Regions from separate parts of the Zea mays genome. Here region 2 is linked to region 1. Evidence: chromatin contacts called from public Hi-C data. All regions are on one chromosome and are shown on one strand. The core of a region is the stretch at or near the end of the contact, and the rest is flanking DNA. Distances in the headings are between cores, read along the strand shown.

Evidence for each region. A called contact is a pair of places that touch in the nucleus more often than the background predicts.
Region 2: a contact with region 1 is called in a Hi-C map of bundle sheath, with 3 times the contacts expected there. The contact joins the enhancer-like site here to the promoter of LOC103635406 in region 1. A contact is called at or near these places in 6 of 25 Hi-C or Micro-C datasets (bundle sheath, ear, leaf and 1 more).

Annotation. Positions count from the first base shown.
Region 1 is chr8:77,205,934-77,212,309 of Zm-B73-REFERENCE-NAM-5.0, reverse strand. It overlaps LOC103635406, which reads right to left and starts at 2,643. Exons shown (of 2, transcript XM_008657862.4): 1 at 293-2,643; 2 at 1-200. The coding sequence starts at 2,252. The coding sequence ends at 13. It overlaps LOC103635405 (loricrin-like), which reads left to right and starts at 4,868. Exons shown (of 2, transcript NM_001319733.1): 1 at 4,868-4,978.
Region 2 is chr8:77,444,618-77,450,993 of Zm-B73-REFERENCE-NAM-5.0, reverse strand. It overlaps the pseudogene LOC103637032. Among protein-coding and RNA genes, the nearest start is that of TRNAC-GCA, 78 kb to the right of the region's middle. Within about 2 kb of position 4,128, at least 17 of the 20 cell types and tissues checked have an H3K27ac peak or open chromatin away from gene starts, as enhancers often do. A contact at or near this core is called in bundle sheath, ear, leaf and 1 more, where this site is marked.

The DNA.
Region 1 (6,376 bases), core at 1,394-3,893:
ATTCCTGCATTCTCAGGCTACTTCGGAGTCTGAAGCGTGTCCATCGCCGGAACCGCGCCGCCGTGGTGACGCGACCGCGGCAGATTTCAGGTAGCCGTCCGACTTGATCCTCTGCGTCCGCCTAATGGTCTGCGGCGGACTCACCACGCCCGTGGATTTGGACTTTTCCATCGACTTGTGCGGCGGCCCTGCACCTGCACCTGCACCACCGTGCATTTTCTTTCTAGCATCACGGAGAAGGAGCATATATAGCGAAAGGAGCAGCTAAGCTAGCTATGGACATAAGGCTTGCCTGCTAGCCTGGAGGCGACCCTGCTGCCATCCACCTTCCTGTTGCCAGCGCGGTCCGGCAGCGACCGCGTGGTGGTGGCGCCGCGGCTCGACACGGTCAGAGCCTCGGCTTCAGACAGCGCCGTGCCGCCGCTCTCGTCCCCGCACAGCGAGTTTCCGTCGCTGCTGGAGTCGGAGGCGCCCTTGCCGCCGCCGATGTGCAGGATGGCCGCCCGGCTCCTCTCCTTCTCCGCCACCCTGTACGCGAACATCTGGAACGGCACGTCGGAGACCCGCGGCGCCGCGTTCCCAGACCCGGGCTGCCACGCCGGGAACCTCCTCTGCAGGCTCGCCTCGATGTCGAGGTAGTCCACCGCCGGCACGGGCGGCGGCACCGCCGCGTCTGGCTGCTCCGCGGGGGCGGGGTTCACGTTCATGACCACGAACCGCTTCACGTAGCGGAGGACGCGGCAGACGGACGCGAACGACGGCCGCTGCGCCGGGTCCCCGTGCCAGCACCGCCTGGTCAGGCTGGTCAGGTACTTGGGCGCCTGGAACGGGAACAGCGGCCGCTCGCCGGCGCGGATGTTCTTGCTCATGTGCTCCCCCTGCAGGTGGTTGTCCTCGAACGGGACCTTCCCCGTCAGCAGCTCGAAGCAGACCATCCCGAAGCTGTACACGTCCGCCTTCTCCGTGCGCTTGGCCGCCTCCTGCTGCTCCAGCACCTCCGGCGCGTACCAGATGCAAGGGGCGCTGGTGGCGTTTGATGCTTTCGCTGACGCCCTAGGGCTGGGCCTGTGGCAGTGGCCGGCCGCGGCCGCGGCCGCCGCCGCCGCGTGCTGCCCGAACCCGGCCACCTTGACGTGCAGGTGCGCGTCGGCATGCCGCGTCCTGACGAGCACGTTGGACGGGGTCAGATCGCCGTGGTAGATGTTCCTCGAGTGCAGGTACTCCATGCCGCGCGCGATCTGCAGCATCACGTCGACGACGACAACGAGCGGGAAGGGTACCCGTCGCTTGCCGCTGTTCGCCTCCTTGACGTGGGTGGCCAGGTCCTTGGTCATGACCTGGTCCATGACCAGGAAGAACTCCTTCTTGTCCTCGTCGTGGAAGCAGTACCGGCAGTGCGCCACGTTGGGGTGCGCCACGGAGGTGAGCAGCGCGGCCTCGGCGCACGCGGCGTCGGCGTCGGCGCCGGCGCCCACGAGGTGCTTCACCGCGAAGGCCTCCCCCATCCACTGCACCTCCTTGAGGTTGCCCATGAGGCGCTTGCGGACGTGGAAGTCGCCCTGCAGGAGCACGGACGCCGGGTGCACCTGCCCGCGCGGCGCGGTCAGGAGGTCGGCCAGCCGGTGCTTGCTCCGCGGCACCGGCTCCGGCGAGCCCGGGCTCATCCGCTCCTCGAGGTACTGCGACAGGAGCCACCGGTCCTCCTTCCACGCCGCGTCCATCCTGGCGGCGAGCTCGCGCGTGGCCAGGTACCGCGCGCCGAGCCTCTGCACGAACAGCGCCGGCTCCAGCATGTCCCTGTCGTAGTCCTTGGCGAAGAGCAGCCGCCGCCGGGCGAGCTCGTCCGGGTCGGACCCCGTGACCTCCGAGACGAGCTCGACGGCCTCGAGCGCCACGGCGACGCTCCACAGCAGGCTGTGCATGTGCTGCTCGACGCAGTCGGCGCCGTGCGTGGCCGCGGCGGCGCGCCCCCACCAGCTGCCCCGCGGCTCCATGCAGTGGCGGACGTAGCCCTCGGCGTCGCGGACGGCGCGGTGGAGCTCCCGGAGCGGCGCCTCCAGGGGCTTCCACTTGGACAGGCGCTCGTTGAAGCGGAGGTGGGCGCGCACCTCGGCGGCGACGGCGGCGAAGGCCATCGCGCAGGCGTCGGCGAGGAGGCGGCATTGTCGCGGGTTGATGCGGAGATCGTCGGCGAAGGCCATGAGCGTGTGGATGCCGCCGAGGGCCTCGCCCACCTGGCGGAGCTGGTCCATGGATCCTCAATGCTCGCTCATTGTTTGGGGCCTCCCGCAGTTTCTGTGAACGAATGATGCAGAGGAAGACACGAACGAACGATTTGCTAAAAATGGAAACGGTTCCTCTGATGCCTTGTTTTTGTTTCCGCCGTGAGCAGTCGTTCTTGGAGGAAGACATGGAACATGGGTACAAGTAAACAAGAAAAGTTTTGATGAAATCCTGAATGAAGCTCTGTACTAATTAACGGGTTTGTTGGATGGCTAACCATTCCCTACGTCTAGTGTGAGGATGATTGTATTCATTGGCAGCACCAATGCAAGTACGTGTTTAGGTTATCCGGCCGGTGAGGGTTAGGCCAAAACTTAAAAAATGGGAATCCATTAATTTTAATTCAGAAATGTATCCTAATCCGATTCGATTCTTAGATTTTTTATACAAAATTCAAAGCCAATTATCGCTCTAGTCACGAAGCATCATGCTCACCAAGCACGCGTAAAATGCATGTGTATGTGCCGTGTAAGGCTACTGCTAGGAATATGGGCCAGCCTTTTCGAGTCAGCACAAGCACCGCCCAAAAATAGGAGTCTAAAGCACGACCCAGCACGAAATAATATGAGCCGGGCTAGCGCGTCCCGAAGGCGGGCCTGGTCCGGGCCTGAAATTCTAGCCCATCAAGCCCCAGAACGGCCATCACTGGTCCGGGCCTGAAATTCTAGCCCATCAAGCCCCCAGAACGGCCCGCACAGATGGGCCGAGCTTGGGAGGCATGACCCAATTAGTTTAATTTCTTTAATTTAGTAAGATACCGACTTTATATTGTTGTGATATTTGAAGTTTATGTGGTCAAATGATGCAATAGTTGTTTAATATCTTTAATTTAGTAAGCTATAGACTTTATGTGGTTGTAATATTTTGGTTTTATGTGGTCAAATATATAGGCCAGGATTAGACCAGCACGGCCCAACGAAAGCACGACGTGGTTTTAGGGCTGGTCTGGGTCAATGTTTTTGCAATTCGGACTAGCACGGCACGACTCAAAAGTTTTTTAGGCTTTACTGACTCGAATCCGTTTGGCACAAAGCACGATAATCTTGGACCGGGCTGGTCCAGCCCGGCCTGACCCAATTCCCAGCACTACGTCAGGCTACCCCCTCTGCAAACACTCTATTTTGCGATCAAACAACCTAAAACTAAGTTATTTGCCATGCATGGCGCTGGTGCCGCTGTATTTGCGCTGTGACCAGCTAGAGCTAGCAGACTAGAACGAACGTGTATATATATAGAAACTACGAGAAGAAGTGGCAATTGCATGCATGTCCGGCCAGATCGATGAACAACAACTGCTGACATAGAGAACAACGTTCGTTGTTGACGTGTGCATGAGACCAGAGACCACTGAATCCAAGCAATGCAATATACAATCAGACAGGCGGTAACACGTCGAGGCAGGATATGCTGTGTGTACCATCCCAAGATCGCTGGTTTGTGACGTGATGAGTGACACTGTTGTGCAAGCAACGAGACAGGGTAGTGATGGATAGATAGCATAGCATAGCATTATTGAGGCGATGGATGGGCGAGCTGGGGCTGCATGCGCTCAAGGATGGATGGATGGATAGAAAGATAGATTCTCCATTGTATCTGTTGTTGCTAGCCAAAGACCAAAAGGGAGGGCTAGGGCTAACGGCTAAGAAAGATAACGTAGCGGCGTCCTGTCATCGGCAACAGGCTAATAAGGAATTTGTTCGGTCAGGCACAGGCAGGAGAGAGAGAGGGGATCCAAAAGCATGCAAAAAAGGGGCGGCCATGGGAAGCTCGTTAAGCACCGCCATTCACTCGCTCCATCATCCGGTCAACACACGCGTACCTAAACGTATATATATGCTACTGGTTTACAAAAAAAAAAGATAAAATCGAATTATCAAAACAATCTTTTTTTATTCATGTAAAATACAGTTTGGAATGTCTTTTGAGCCGAAGCAAAAGCCGGCCTTTTTTTCTTTCCTCGCTACCTGTCCCTGCCTCCCTCGGCGGGACTCACTCACCGGCAGGCCACAGGCCGGCACCAACACGGCCGAAGGCGACGGGGCCCCACCGGCGCGCACACACCACGGACGGACGGTGGGCGGCGAACCGCTGCCGCCGCCCGCCGGCACGGCACACGCGCACCGCACATGCCCTGACGACCGGTCTGCGAGGACGGGCCCTGACGACCGCCGTGGGACCCACAGGCAATGTTTTTTTTTCTTTTCTTCTGAGAACCCATTTTCCTAACAGGTTCTTATTTTTCTAAAGGCTCAAAAACTGGATAGCCCTAACTGTCTCTTTTTTTTTACGTCGAAGAGTGAATTCGCGGGGCGTGGTGTAAAGGCCAGGCTGTAAGAAAAAAAAACACGGAGAATGACGTGTAATTTGCAGCCGGAAGAAAAGTCAATGGCGGGGAGAGCAGATGAGAGGCAGAGCGCAACAAAAGGCATCGTCTTTTCTCCGCGGCGCGCGTGGTGGGTGGCTGGCTGTGGCTCCAGCCCAGCGGTTTGCCGCGCCACCCCGCCCCCGCAGGCCGCAGCCGCTTTTTTATTATAAACCGCCTGCGCTGCGCCCCCTCCTCGCGTGCTCGATCTTTCCCCCCTGCGCTGCGCACACCACCACCAGACGCCCCGCCGCCGCCGCCCCCCGTCGCCCCGGCTCCCGCGCGCATCAGTCCGGCCCTCCCCGTCTCGTCTCCCCCGCTCCGCTGCCGCAGGTGAGCCACGCCTCCTCCTCGTCCCCCCCCCCCCCCCCCCCCCCCTCTCCTTCCTTCCTTGCTGTGCTGTCTGGCGCTTCCTCTCTCTCTGCCCCTTGGATTCTGTTAAATCTGTTGCTGGAGCCATGGAAACGGGTGAGGGGCCTTGGCTTTCGGGATGGTCGCGGACCGGGGTATCCACCGGCGACTCCCTGTCCCTGCCTTCCTTCGTTCCCCTTGCCGTTTCGTAGCCGCCAGCGTCGGTTGAAACCCTGCACCAGTTCCGTTCATCCCGACGACGGAACGGAAGGAAAACCACGAGCCTCTCCGTTCGCTCGCTCGTCCCTTGTCTTGCTATGTTTCCCGGTTTGGTTCTAGTTTTTAGCCAGAGAAGAGATCTAGTCCGGTGCCTGGCGCTCCGCTCCGGCTGAGGCGCTGCTGGCTCCGGGCGGATCTGTACTGTACCTGTGCCCTCCGCTGTTGGTGTGTCTCCATGCAAACTGCTGGAGGACTTTGTCCCTGTCTCCCTGGCCTCGTTGTCTGTCGCTTCCAATGCGTCCCATCTCTGCGTTTTGAAATTAGAGTTGGAGTTCAAATTGCTCTCCTTCATTCAGTTTTCTCTTCTTCTATTCCCATTGTCGACTTGTTCTTGCCTCTCCCCCCACTTAATTTATCTTCAAATTTCTCCTGCACTGCAAACACACTAGCTAGCTAGCGCCGGTATTCCTTCTCCACTGAAAAGAAGACACATGGACGAGGAGGGGGGAAAAAAGGAATTTTTTTTTACACACAGGGAAAAGATCGGTGGCGTCCTTGGTCTAGCTGATCTTGTCGGACAAAAGTGTCTGCCTATTACTCGTACTACACCACTACGCCGATGAAATTTCCTGCAATAGGCGCACACCACTGACAGACAGACGGACGGTGGAAGTGGCTGTGTGCGCGCGATAGGAAAGGAAAAACTTGTGCGCCGCAGCTGCAAGTTGTGTTGTGTAGTGCGATCTGCACAGCACCGTCTAGTCCTCTACGACTAGGAGCAATAGGCTCTCGTAGTCGCCCATCTCCTTGTGACGATGCATCGTGCAGCTGCGGCAGAGTCCTGCACTGTGGTTTGCCTTGGCGTGGTCATAGTTGCCATCATCTTTTACCAAACCTTTCTTGCCCCCCCACCCCCCCCTCCCCCCCCCCCCCCCCCCCCCCCCCTCCTTGCGTGCTCACCTTTCCTCCCTCCGTACTCACATCGTAGAGCAGATTTTGGACAGTGCAAGGATTCAGGGTCATGGTTAAACAACTGTTGTCTTTTGTGCTATATCAAGCACACAACGCATGTAAGGGTTTGTGATTTTTTTTCAAACGCTGGTTTCACATCAGACTCTCTGCCCTCTCCCTGGTCTTAATTTCTCTAATCTACTATTGCTT
Region 2 (6,376 bases), core at 2,879-5,378, 240 kb before region 1:
CATTGTGCAAGGGTCCGACGCGCCTTCTGTCACGCCGAAGTGCAATACCATTGTGCAAGGGTCCGACGCGCCTTCTGTCACGCGCATGTGTGCCTCTACTGTGTGGGGTCAGCTATGCCTTGCTGCTGTGAAAGGTTTATGTATTGTGAAGTGTTGCTGGGGAAGGTCATCAAACAAACAGTTAATACAATTTCAGTCTATTCCTCTTCGTGCTATCTTCTTCCTTCCGCTCCTCTCTGCTTGCTCCTCCTCTGTGTACCCTTCTGCTAACAATTGGTATCAGAGGATCGATCCTTGGCATCCGTCATGGCACCTTCCTCTTCATCGGATTCCTCACTCGCCCTGGCTTTGGAAATCCAGACTCGCTTGCTCCTCGCCGAGTTGGACAAGCGATTCCAAGCCTTCGACAACAAGTGGGACTCCAGAGTGTGGACGCTGTACTCCTCCGACAACGACGACTCGGTCGCCGGCCCCGTCAATGCGCTCGCTGACATTGAGCTTGCTGACACGCCCATACCCGGGAGCTGCCTCATCTCCATCGACTCTGACGTGCCGCTCGATGTCAACCTCACCAGAGGCGGGCCGCCCTCCATCGATGGCCACTCCGCCTCCCTCGCCCCGTTCGTCCACGACGTCGCCGCCCAGTTCTGTTACCAGGAAGTTGAGGCACACCTCACTGCATTAGACGACGGCGACAGATCAGACATCCGCGAGACCGACGTCAGGGCCCCCGCGCCCGACGACCGGCTGTTGGTGTCGCTCGAGGGCATCTGCCAGGAGGGGAACCAAAGCGAGGAAACCGCACCGGTGGCCGACATGGACCTCCCCGCGGCACACGCCAACGCATCAGCCGGCGCCATGACTTCCACGGTTTCCACGGGGACCGCATCGTTCGGCGCCTGCTCCGTGCGAAGGGGTCACATTGCGAGCGAGTCTCTGGCGTCCGCGCTCAAGTTGCTCGACCGAATGTCTAACCCAGGCTTGTACAGCTGCTCGAACACATCTGCTACGACTTCAACTTTGGCGCTGGAGCACCAGACTCGTGCCATCCTCGTCGATGCCCAGGCGTTCGACCGACTCGTCCACAACCTCTCCTGTTTCTCTGTGATCGGTCCCGACGAGGCCGAGTCCGTGTACCAGATCCTAGGCATCCTCCTGCAGCACGGCCCCGCCAATCAAAAGCGCTTCGACCAGATCAATGGAGTCGATGCCCCGCTTCAGGTGGTTGCTGTGTACACATCTAGGGACCCAAAGACCCCCGATGAGGTGGAGAAGCTCGAGAACATCTACCACTGTCTCTGCGACGTGCTCATGCCCCTGGAGAACAAGGAGAAGTTTGTCAATGCTGAAGGTATTGAGTTCAGCACGCCGTCCGTGCTGGTGACCAAGGAGGACGAGGTTCTCAACGCCTTGCCCAACAGGTGTTCGATGAATTGCTTCATCATCGTATATAGCTGTTTCTTGCCTCTATTCAGTTGCAACTGGGATGCTGTGCCGCATAGGCAACCATGGCCACCACCCGTACAGTTTGTGATACTGGGTGAGGGTGTTCCAAGCTGCCTTTCACCTTGGCCATCCTTCATCTTCGTTGAGTTACCTATAGTGAGGTATTTCTGTTTGTTACCTGAGCTTCCATGGGCAGTATTAGCTTATCAATGTGGCAGCAATATGTTTGTTGGTGTGGTCGAAGTTGCTGTACGACTTGATTTGTTGACCTTCCATGAAGTTGCAGATGATGGAGAGCAGCTTGGGGAGCGTGTGGCTGAGCTGGATGTACCTGTCAGTGGAGTTGAGGACGGACTGGCAAACACAATCCTCATATGGAGCTGTTTCTCACCCACTCTGTGTTGGAAAATTTCGTGGCCACCACCCTTTTCGTTGGAGAGTTTTTATACTGGAGATCATGCATTGTTTATCAAGGAAATCGCAGCAATCAATTCTCTGGAGCATCTCAACTCTCTCCTGAATGTGCTTCAAGCACGTGGTGAACAAGTTGTTTTTCCTGGATTTGGAAGACCTTATGTGTTCAATGCAGAGATGATAAAAAGAGTTAAACATACATCGGAAGCCAAAGATTCAGCTCGAGCAGCACTGAAATCAACATGGTGGACGCTTGGCTGCAGTTACGAAGAGGATGCTGAACTACCTTCATTACTGGATAGATGTCTGCTATTGTTGATTTACGAAGAGGATGCTGAACTAATGGACTTGGAAGATCTATATTTCAGCAGATCAGCTAAAATTGGAGCGTTCATTTGTCTACAGTGCTATGGTGTTCACAGAAGCGTTGGGACACATGTTTCAAAGGTGCTGTCAGTCACTCCAGATCAATGGACAGATGATGAGATTAACTCCATGATAGAAGTTGGTGGAAACTCTTATTCCAATGCTATATACGAAGCACTTCTGCCAGAGGACTATGAGAAGCCGCATCCAAATTCTAGCCAAGAAGAGAGAGCTACAAAGGAACCATCTCAGAGCTACAAACGAATTCCTGTTATGCCAAGTGATGGGCTACCACAAGTTCTTGGTGAGACTGAACCATCTCAGAGCACAAATGAAGGCAACAATTATCCATATACATCTCAACTTACAATTCTAGAGGAGCACTATGCTGTTACGAAAGAAGGAAATATAAAATGTATTTTGGAACAAGTTCATGTGCTAGAGATTACTAGCAGATCAGGTGGTGAGTTTCATCAAAGAAGTGCATCTGCAGCTGATCCACCTACAATTGAACTGGTGCTAGAGAACGCTCATCAAGGTTCTTTAGAAGATGCAGAACAGAAAGATAATTGTGGGGACTCCATGAGCAATGAGAGGCAGCACCACAGCTTCCTACAGGTCAGACTAGATGTGTTGCAGCATGAGTACAGCAAGGCTGATTACTGGTTGTTTCATTTCGTTAGGCTACTACTCAAGTTTCTAGCAGACCAAGGTGTAGAACTTTTCCGTGTCATGGTTTGGGATCCCGGTGGAATTGCCATGTATCGGCTTGAGGGCAAGCCGAATTTTAAGAAGGGGGGAATGTCAGTAGTACACCATCTGAACCAGGAACCATGGTCACCATCTCGTCAAGGGAGCTGGACCATGGCGAGCAAGCAGTCGCCGAAGTGCAATACCATTGTGCAAGGGTCCGACGCGCCTTCTGTCACGCGCATGTGTGCCTCTGCTGTGTGGGGTCAGCTATGCCTTGTTGCTGTGAAAGGTTTATGTATTGTGAAGTGTTGTTGGGGAAGGTCATCAAACAAACAGTTAATACAATTTCAGTCTATTCCTCTCCGTGCTATCTTCTTCCTTCCGCTCCTCTCTGCTTGCTCCTCCTCTGTGTACCCTTCTGCTAACAAATAGCATATTCAAAGTGTTCTATAGAAATTTGTATCTATCTAAAGGTTTTTCATCTAGACTATATAGAAGCGTGCAACATGACTGTTTATCAGTGTTTTTTTATCACCGAGACTAAGATGCATTGGTTGACACATTAGCAACCGTAAGCCAACGACAGAGGTCCAAGAAGCTCCAGCAGCAACTGAGCAAACAAGCATGACAGCATGAGAGGGGAGAGCTACACGACGACGTTTGTGTGGTGTGGTGGTGGTGTGGCCCGTGCAGTAGAATTCTTCATTCAGCTGGCCCAACATCGGGAAATGCCAGAATCTAGTCTAGTCCACATCCGCCTCTGATCCGATCAGGTCCAAATGTAAGAATCAAGACCCAAATCCAGGTCCACGTCTATGATGAGGAAAAAAGCGCCTCCTGCTGCTGTCGGTGTGTGCATGTGAGAAGCCGAGACTCACGTGGAGCCGCTGTTACATTTTTCATATGCATTCTCTTCTACCTCTTTTTTCGGGGAAAATAAAATGCCAATAAGAGGGCCGGCATCGCCATGCCGTCCCGCCGCCTCGGACGGACCTAGGTTTCCGTTAACCTCCTGGCGCAACCCGCTAATCAACGGCTCCGCGGTTCCCACACCGGCGTGCAAGCCCACTCGTCTGTCCTGAGGATGATCGTGTGGTGGAGTGAGGGAAAGGGAGACGAGGACTCTCCGCTCCGGCTCTCCACCACGGAGCATAGGGCCAAAGAAATGCTCCGCGTACTCACCCCACCGCTCACCCGTCTCATGCTCGATGGGCCAGCTCCACTACCATTACTTCCATACCCCACCCGCACGAGTGGTGTAGGTCTCGCCCACGTGGGGCTAAAGCTGGAAGGGTAGCTAATCGGTCCCGACTGCTTAACACCCATCATCGCTTGTCTATTCTATTCCCCGCCCCACCAGCCCACCTCTCGCTCCTCACCGCACACGTGCGCACCAACGCTCATAGTCGCCACCAAAACCTCGGCCCGAGCCAACCCCGACTCGGGGTGCTCAACCTCCTCCTAGGCGTCATCAACCTCCTCCTCGACGACGCGGGCAAGCCCGGTGGGGGCAGACATGGCATCAGAGGACATGGTGGGGAAGAGCAGGGGCGACATGGCTGTCACCACCACCATCAACCTGGCAAAGGAGGCCAAGCTCGCACGCGAGGGGGTCAAGGCGCCCGGCCACCAGATCCTCACCATCTGCAAGTTGCTCATCGTCGTCACCCTCCTCCTCCTCCTTGCCTTAGTTTTGTCCTCACCTACATGGCTCCATCTACCATTGTGTTGGTCTATGTGGGAGTTTCACTGATTGGGTTCGGCTTTCGGGGTTGTTGATGCTTTTGTTGTATAGGCTACCCATAGTGTGATCAGTGTAGGTGTTGTCTGGCTCCTGATATAGGGAATTGGGGGGATTCCATGCTGCTTGGCACGGGGTGTGCGTGCTTGGCTTGGTTTCGCTCAAATTTGTGCCTGATCGTTTGGATTCGCCCCGGTCTTAAACCCTGCACGCGAGCCACTCAGATCTCGGTTTGTTGACTGGTCACTTGGTTTGATTCGCTCCGAAACCATGCTGGGAGATGCATTGCCCATGGACAATTCTTCTCCACTCATCTAAACCATTTGCAAGAGGATACTCAAGGTTTGGTTGATATATTATTAATTCTCCAGACAGAATACCATTCCCAATTTCCAGATGCATGTGCGTGTTGTTCCTTCTCATCGTTGGTATTAAATTGATAGGGATTCATGCAGCGTTCTGCAGAGTTTTCTTAACTCGGGATGGAATGAAGAAAACAGGAAGCTTGTGTTCTAGATATACCGACATGTCTTTCTCGTTTGGTCAGTGTTAAGTAATAACCAACAAATCCATCTAAAAAGGTGAAGGAAATAGGTGATGCCTAAGAGGAGGGGGAGTGAATTAGGACTTCTAAAACTTTCTCTAAATTAGGCCACAAATAAATCCCTAGAGCAAAACCTATGCAATTAATCAAACTAGAAATGTGCAAACTAAGTTTTGTCTAAGTGTTGCTATCTCTACCATAATGTATAGGTTTCAATCCTAAACAACATAAGTATATAAGACAAGATTGAAACTTAAATGCTTAATGTAAATGCGAAGGCTAAAGAGTAAGGTAAAGATGCAAACTCTCGTGGATGACGCCGGTATTTTTACCGAGGTATCCGGAACCACGCAAGGTCCCAACTAATCTTCATTGGTGCCCCTACGCAAAGGGAAGCCCATGCGAGGGCCAAGCACCACAATCGAGTAACTCTGTAGAGAGCTGCGGACCTTCTCCACGCGCAAGTGGTGCTCCGCTTCTGGCTCCTCTCAGACGCTCTCCGCCATCTCCACTATTGAGCTTCCGGCCAAAAACGTCGTGAGCCTCGTTCCCTCCGGTACACGATGGTGGCCATGACACAAACACGGTTGTCAGGGTCTCACAAGAGTCTCGCCCCACTCGGTACAATTACAACGGCTCGTGCAAGAGCCGAGGGGTTGTGTGGTTTTACAAAACTCACTCAACTAACTAGGGTTCACCTAGAGCAAGCGCTAAAGCGATCTAACTAACCTAAACACTTCGCAAAGCACCTACACTAATCACCGAGTGATTCTATTAAGCACTTGGGTGTATGAGCACTTGGAAATGTCTAGTATATGCCTTGGTATGTTGCTTGGGCTCCCACACCTTGAATTTTCAAATGTTTCAAATTTTAGTTGATAGCTCACAATTTAAATTTGCAAAAGTTTCAATTTTTCTAGAAAACCTTTATAATCATTTTGAGAGCTAATCATCTTATTTTTTTCAAAGTTTTAAGTTGAGCTTTTTTCTTAGTGCAAACATTCTAAATAAATTTAACGATTTTCGCAAGCTCATCTATGGAGAGCTTTCCTTCACCTTCATCATCACTACTGCTATCATCACTAGAGGATGGAATACTCATTTTACGTCTTGCCATAAGGCACTTGAGTGATGACCATGATGAGAGTGATGAGGACTGGTGGCTGTGCATC